Regions from separate parts of the Mus musculus genome. Here region 2 is linked to region 1. The links are chromatin contacts, called in public promoter capture Hi-C maps. All regions are on one chromosome and are shown on one strand. The core of a region is the stretch at or near the end of the contact, and the rest is flanking DNA. Distances in the headings are between cores, read along the strand shown. Region 1 overlaps Synrg (synergin, gamma). Region 2 holds the start of Dhrs11 (dehydrogenase/reductase (SDR family) member 11).

Region 1 (3,697 bases), core at 430-2,929:
AAGTGAGCGCTTGTGCTCACATATACTCTGTCTGCATCCAGACACCGGACAGGTGAGATAGGGAAGCTATGCCATTACACATGGCTGAAAAGGCAGGCCAGTTACCCTCGAGAGTCTAGATGTGGGTGCTGCGAGTGAATGCTTGCAAGCAGAGTCTGAGAAGGCGTGACTGTGGGGCCCCTTCTCCATTTACCTCACATTTTGGTCCTGTAGAATTGGAGTCATCAGATGTGAATGGGGCAGAACCTACTAGGTAAATGGGCCACAAACTTCCTTCAAAGTAACAAAATCAAACTCCATGTCTTCTTTTTAAAACTCTGGACAAGGGCTGGAGACATGGCTTATCGGCTAAAGAGCATTGGCTGCTGTTCCCAGAGGACAAAGGTTCAATTCCCACACCCACGTGGGAACTCACAGCTGCCTATAACAATAGTTCCATTGGACCCAGCACCCTGGCACAAATATACATGCATGCAAAACACTAACACACATAAAATAAAAATAAATCATTAAAAAAATTAAAAATCCTGGACACAAGTGATGCTTGGTGTGAAAACTTGGAGAGACTGGGATGAGGAAGTTGTCTTGGGGGATGAACTAGTTCACATAGTGACAGGGCACAGGTGATACAGACGGGGCTATGCATTTGTCAAACTCAGCAGAAGGGCAGCCACTCAACTCATGGTGCAATGCTACTGAAGTTTTTACATTTTACTGTGTGTGAACTCAAAAGTGGCCTGGAGTGACAGAGCAGAGCCTAGAAGGCAAGTTCTTTGCATGAACAGTGGCAGGACCCAGGAGCCTGGGAGTTGGAGAAGATGAAGGGAAATGGGTCCTACTGCCCCCAGTGACAGAACGAAGGGGGATGCTTGCCAGTCATTCCTCACCCTGCATGGAAGGACAGATGCAGGATGAGCTTGGACAATGCTCTGAGGCTTCAGGGACACTTTCACTTCTAAGAGCTCAGGGCTTTCTGATCCAGTCAGCTTTCTCCAGCAAGGCCAGCAGAGCAGGGCTGACTGGAAGGAAGGATAGAGACCTAGCTTTCAATGCTCACCGAGGACTGACTCCCACTAAAACAAGGAACCCTCAACTCTAAATGCCAAGTGGGAGGCCCGTACATTGTGCCGCCATCTTGAGAGGTATGTCAAGGGCAGGTCCAGACCTGAGGCTCACAGTGCGCATGACAAGCTCCTGGGGCTTTTCTCGTTAACATTATTCTCAAGCTTTCATCCCCAGCAAAAGCTTTGCATAGCTTTGGTGTTCCCACCTCATCATCCTTTTCAGGATAGGAAGACACACAGAGCATGCCTGACGCCTCTCGCACTTCCCTGCCTCAGGACAGGAAGATGGCAGAGGAAAGAAGTCAAGTTGCTGTGTAGATTAAATGCACATGAAAACCCTGATGCACAGTTTGGCCAATTGGATAACCCAGACGGCTGAAGGAGAAGTGGCCACGGCACCAAAGGGGGTTTTGGGAAAGGGCTTGAGTATATGAAAAAATTTTCTACCAGAGCAAAGATTTACTTCTCACTACAAATGCAACAAGTATCCACTAAAGAGAACGACAAAATACTTATAATAAACATGAGATTTTATCATTAAGCACAACCCACTGGCAGCCTGCCTCCTAGCCATGTGTTGATAGGTCTGTTATTTCACAAGTGCTTCCTGACAAAATGCCCAGAACACCCTGACTGAAGGGCCGCATGTGTTACTTCACCAGCTCTAGCTTTCAGGAGGTTTCCCATTTTTCTCTTTTATCTGAAGGACAGTGCTCTGCACTTTGCTAGCTTCTGGTGATTTTACGTTTAGAGCAAGTAGAGAAGTTTACTCCAAAGCGCAATGATTCTGGACGTATGAGTCCCCTGACACACTTGGTGCTTACAGGGCTGCCTCTCAAGTACTGGGCTCAGAGGTGCCAGAAGTCCTTCCTGATGTTGCTGGCAGCAGTAACCAAGCTTTCCCTGACGATCAGGTTTATCTTTATGCTGTGAACACAGTGATCCATGGAAGTCAGCACAGTGGAAGATGGGTGACAGCCAGGGGGAGGACCAGCATCCACAGATCACCATGTCATTCCTGTCTGCCAACACAAGGAGATCAGCAGTCTCAAGCTCCCACCAGAGCTAGCCGAGCTCTCAATGCCACGCCTCCTCTGCTATGATGGACACCATAGTCAGGGAGCCAAACACCCCTTCTTCCGATGAAGCATCTTGTTAGAACAACAGGAAAAGAAAGTAATGAGGAAAGCATCACGAGACCCGGAGAGAGGTGGGCCGAAGGCACCCACCCAGGAAGGGCTGCACTGAAGGGCACTAGGGACGCCTTCTGGGGAGAACTATGCAGAACTCAGCATGAGAGCAGCCTCGTTCAGCAACAGGAAAGCTCTGCACTGAGCTAAGGCTTTGGAAGACCATGGAGGCCCACTGCAGGATTTTAAATGGGATTTAAATGAAACAGTCAGATCTATGGTTTACGAGGACCAGTCAGGTAGTTGCACAAAGAATAGACTGATAAAGGCTTTTTTAAAAAAGAGAAAGAAAGAAAAGAGCTAGGTAGGGGTGTGTGGCTCAGTAGCAGATAACTTCTCTAGCCTTCATGGGCCTTGAGGTCCATCCTTAGCACTGACAAAGGAAAAAAAAAAACCTAACCAAACCAAACAAAGCAAACAAACCAGGGCAGTGCTATCTCTCTGGCCCTTCACTTTACTTTAATGATGCAAAACCAGAAGCAATGAAACGATAGTGAGGTTTGCTGTTTAGGACACAACGGGCAGCCAGGGACCACCAGGCTGTCAGCTGAGAGCACTAAGAATTCCTCCCTTCTGCTCAGAGGGTCGCAGGTTAACTGGAGGACTAGTAAATGACTTAGAATACAGCCAGGCCTCTCATGAACTTAAATGCTTCCTGGAAAATGCTGCAGCAGCCATGCGGACTGCATGCATGTGTGCGCACTCTGGCCTTCTTCATCGGCTTTGGTAGATTGCAACACCCAGAGGGGATCTAGTCATTTGTTTATTCAGAGTAGAGCTACTCATAACATGGAGAAAAATGAGTCCAAGGAAAATAATTATAGTGGTGAACGGACGGTCACATGATGGTCTTCCACATAGCTTTCTGAAGAATGCAATGGGGCATAAACAGGTCAAGTGTGAGGGGATAGACTCAAACCATTACTTTCTGGCAAAACTTGCATGTGTAAGAATCAAGAATGACTGGCCCTGGGAAGGCTCAGTGGGCAAAGTGCTGGCTGTGTGAGTGTGGGGACCTAGACCAATATGGAGCCCAGAGTGATAAAGCCACTTGTCTGCACTCAGCTATGATGAGAAGGCTGAAGACCCTGCAGAAGCTTGTGTGCACAGGGGCTGACAACTGAGACCCTGTCTCAGACAAGTCAGAAAGTGAGAGCAGACATGGATGCTCTCTGACCTACACTCGTGCACACACGCACACAATTTCTCTTTCTCTGTCTGTCTCTCTCTGTCTCTGTCTCTGTCTCTCTCACTCTCTCAATAAGCAGATAAAGATTTTGTCCTACACTTCTATCTTCCAAGGTACAGTGGGTCCTGGAACTCTCCAAAGCCAGTCGGGACTGCTATCTGAGACCTCCATCAGCATAACACAACCCAGTTGGCACATTCACCCTCTGATAAGTGCTTTGTAAGAATAAATTCTCTGCTTCAAAGCAGGTTTCT
Region 2 (3,632 bases), core at 243-2,742, 800 kb before region 1:
GCTATCTGAAGAAGGTAGACATCAAACAGTTTGTTGGTTTTTTATTTTTATTTTTTGTTGTTGTTGTTTTGTTTTGTTTGAGACAGGGTTTCTCTGTAGCCCGGGTTGACCTGGAACTCACTGTACACCAGGCTGGCAACAAACTCAAGAGATCTGCCTGCTGAGTGCTGAATCAAAGGCATGTACCACCAGCTGGCATTATCAGGCATGTATGGGTACACTGTTGGTGTCTTCAGACACACCAGAAGAGGGCATCGGACCTTTTTCGATAGTTGTGAGCCACCACCATGTGCTTGCTGGGAATTGAACTCGGGACCTCTGGAAGAGCAGCTAGTGCTCTTAACTGCTGAGCCATCTCTCTAGCCTTCATCACACTTCTCTTTTTTTTGTTTGTTTTGTTTTGTTTTGTTTTGTTTTGTTGTTTTTCACACTTAATGTGCCAGTATACTTACTGTGTTTGAGAAAGGGGCTCATGTTTCAGTTGGCCTGGAATTCACTCTCTACTAAAGGATGGCCTTGAACTCGTGGACCTGTCTCTTATGTCCCCTTACCGGCTTGTGCCACCATGCCTTGTGGTAGAGCTCTGTTGGCTCCTGCACAAAAGAAAAACAAAAATATTGTTTTTGTTGTTTTTTTCGAGACAGGGTTTCCCTGTATAGCCCTGGCTGTCCTGGAACTCACTCTGTAGACCAGGCTGGCCTCAAACTGAGAAATCCACCTGCCTCTGCCTCCCGAGTGCTGGGATTAAAGGCATGAGCCACCACGCCCGGCTCAAAAATCTTATAAGGGTATATTATGCATGCTGTTTAAAGTTATGGCTACCACGTGATATTCAAGTTGTCAGCTTCTGCGGGTGACTATTGATGTACATCGTGTAACATTTGCGCCGTTGTAGGACTGGGAGTGGTTGATGTCAAGGACGGTTGAAGACGTGGTGCCATTTAGGTGTAGAGTACTTGGGTATTTTAACCATTTACTTGGCCAGTGAAGCCAAAGGATCAGGTACAGTGAACAATAACCCTTCCTCAGGTCAACTGGCCTTGATGGCAGAGGCCCTTAAGCTTTTTGGATTGAATCCTTACTGTCAGTCACCAGTGGTTTGGGAGGGCACTGGAGTAACCTTTAGATCCCCCATCCTGTCCTCAGGCCTTTGGAAGTAGGGCTGATTGAGCAAAGGAGGCCTTGAGTGCGTGCGAGCGTGCGTCCTCTTCCTCGCAGATGGAGGCTCTCCACCGCAAAGGGAAGCGCTCACGGTAAAAGCAACTCCACCGGCTGTCAGGCCCCACTTCCGCGGTGGGCCCCTATCCTCAAGGCTGTGCGGTTTCCGCCTGTCGCGGGAAGGACGGGCTCGTGCGCGGGCGTGGGCGTGTCCGGAAAAGGTGGCCACTCGGACGCCATGTGGCCCAATGCGGAGGTCCCGAGGGCGGAGCCCGGGCCGGAGGCCGGGCCAATAGTGGGTGGGTCTAGGCGCAACTCCAAGTTGCCGGCGTCCCCCACTGCAGTGACCAGGGAGCCACCGATCTTCAGTAACCCCAGACTAAGCTCCCCGCTCCCAGTGCCTGGTTCGCCGAACGAGGTGGGCAGACGGCTCGGGACCATGACTAGAGCTGGCATGGAGCGGTGGCGCGACCGGCTGGCACTGGTGACGGGAGCCTCGGGGGGCATCGGTGCGGCCGTGGCCCGGGCATTAGTCCAGCAGGGACTGAAGGTTGTGGGTTGTGCCCGCACCGTTGGCAACATCGAGGTAAGGCTCCGCCAGGCAGCGGGGACGCTCTTGGGGGAGGGGGGAGTACGTCGTTTCCATGGGGCAGGGCTTTGAGTGAGGGGAGGGAGAGTTGCCGTGGCCGGAGCCAGAGACCCTGCTCTTTTTGAGCCTACTACCCTAGGGCCATTTGCAACGGCCTTGAGAGCAGGAGTGCTGTTTAGTAGCGAGAGGACCTAAGTTCTCTCTAAGTTCTATTTTTATAAGAGCCATTCACTCCTGATAGTTCGTGTCGCAGCAGAGTACCAAATCCTGACCCCTGGTATTCTCTTCCCTTACCCCTGCCATCTTGTGCCCCCTATACTGGCAGGTGAAAGAGGAAGCCAGAGGTCAAGGGCTAGCTAGGCAGCCAGGGAGAAGGGGGAAAAAAAGAAAAGAAAAAAAAAAAAAAACTGGCTAGTCTAAGTGACTAGGTTAGTTTCATCTTGTCCCCAAACCTCACCCAAGCCACACCGAGTAAAGTGCTGGCCAACCAATGAACAAGAAGCTAGTGTTTGACCCATGACTGAGGGTGAGGTTAGGGTGGAAGCTAGCTCTCCTTTTAATTCAAATCTGAGCTCAACTCACATGCCATGAGCCTAAAGAGTGAATGGAATATTTACTTGTAGATCTCTTTCTCTCTCTCTCTCTCTCTCTCTCTCTCTCTCTCTCTCTCTCTCTCTCTCTCTTTTCTGATTCATTTTCCTAGGTGGGACTGAGTAGGTGAAATAGGGCATTAAACCTGTAAGTCTTGAGAAAATAAAATGTTACGGATCCAGAACTCCCTAGTTTTTCTCTTAACATTCTTTTGGGGGTTCCTGGAGTTATGAGCAGCATCAGATCAGAAAAGATAGGGAGGAGATGCCATTTGGGAGAAGACAAGAGAAATTCCCATTATTTGCCCTGGCAGGACCACCTGCAGGGCTCTATCTTCACCATGGCTCAAAGTCCTCTGACAGAAAAGGGTAAGGAGGCCTTGGGTGGAGGCAAAGGGAGAAGTTGTTGCAGGAAGGAGGACTGTCCCCTCCCCAGCTACTGGCCAAAGGTACACTTTATAGCCTCTCAGATAATCCCAAGGTCACCTGCCTCCACCATTGCCTCACTTCACCCTTCTCCTTCCCTGGAGAAGCACAGGGCCCAGCCCCATCTTTGGAGCTGAGAGGATTAAGGCCAGGATTGGACAACTGGATTCCCTAGGTTTTTTTTGTTTGTTTGTTTTAGTTTTGATTCCCTAATTCTGAAGCCAGTCTTGCCTTCTTTTCCACTTCTCTACCCTAAACTAGCCAGCAAAGGGATTCCCCGAATCCTAAGGGAATCTCCAAGCAGATCAGTCAACCCTAGGGTGGCTGCATGTCATTAAGAGAGAACCTCTTTGCTGTGTGGGGACAGCCCTGATTTCAGGTCATTTTGGAGATCAGATGGAGATGGCAGAAGTGAAGCAAGGAGGGACAATGACAGAGAGATGGATAATGTTCTACACATACACACACACACACACACAGACATACATACACATAGACACACAGACATACACACAGAGACACACGTATACATAGAAACACACGCAGATGCACAAACACACACACAGACATACGCACATAGACAGACATATACACATACAGACACATAGACATACATACACACATAGACACACACACACAGACATACACACAGACACACACATATATACACAGACACACACACAGATACAAACACATAGACACAGAGACATACACATACAAATAGATAAGTATACACATAAACACATAGCTTTGCTGCTGAGGACTTTTAGTCTGGAGGGAGATGAATTCCTTTTCTGGGTTCTTGCTTACTATCTGTTTTTATTCATTGATGAATTTGCTGATATTAAAACTAAGTTTGGGTTCTGGTA

What was found. Promoter capture Hi-C pulls out the DNA fragments that hold promoters and counts their contacts.
Region 2: a contact with region 1 is called in a promoter capture Hi-C map of hippocampal neurons, with 4 times the contacts expected there. The contact joins the promoter of Dhrs11 here to the enhancer-like site in region 1. A contact is called at or near these places in 7 of 39 promoter capture datasets (the 3T3-L1 cell line, the SN4741 cell line, embryonic stem cells and 3 more), 1 of 484 Hi-C or Micro-C datasets (cortical neurons) and 11 of 115 datasets of contacts at active chromatin or transcription factors (astrocytes, bone marrow-derived macrophages, cardiomyocytes and 8 more).

Annotation. Positions count from the first base shown.
Region 1 is chr11:84,026,798-84,030,494 of GRCm38.p6, reverse strand. The region is part of intron 18 of Synrg (synergin, gamma); the gene reads right to left. Among named protein-coding and RNA genes, the nearest start is that of Dusp14, 40 kb to the left of the region's middle. Within about 2 kb of position 1,679, at least 23 of the 459 cell types and tissues checked have an H3K27ac peak or open chromatin away from gene starts, as enhancers often do.
Region 2 is chr11:84,826,863-84,830,494 of GRCm38.p6, reverse strand. Dhrs11 (dehydrogenase/reductase (SDR family) member 11) reads left to right here and starts at 1,492. Exons shown (of 7, transcript NM_177564.5): 1 at 1,492-1,744. The coding sequence starts at 1,598. 4930502E09Rik (RIKEN cDNA 4930502E09 gene) reads right to left here and starts at 1,317. Exons shown (of 3, transcript NR_046281.1): 1 at 1,083-1,317; 2 at 453-593; 3 at 1-5.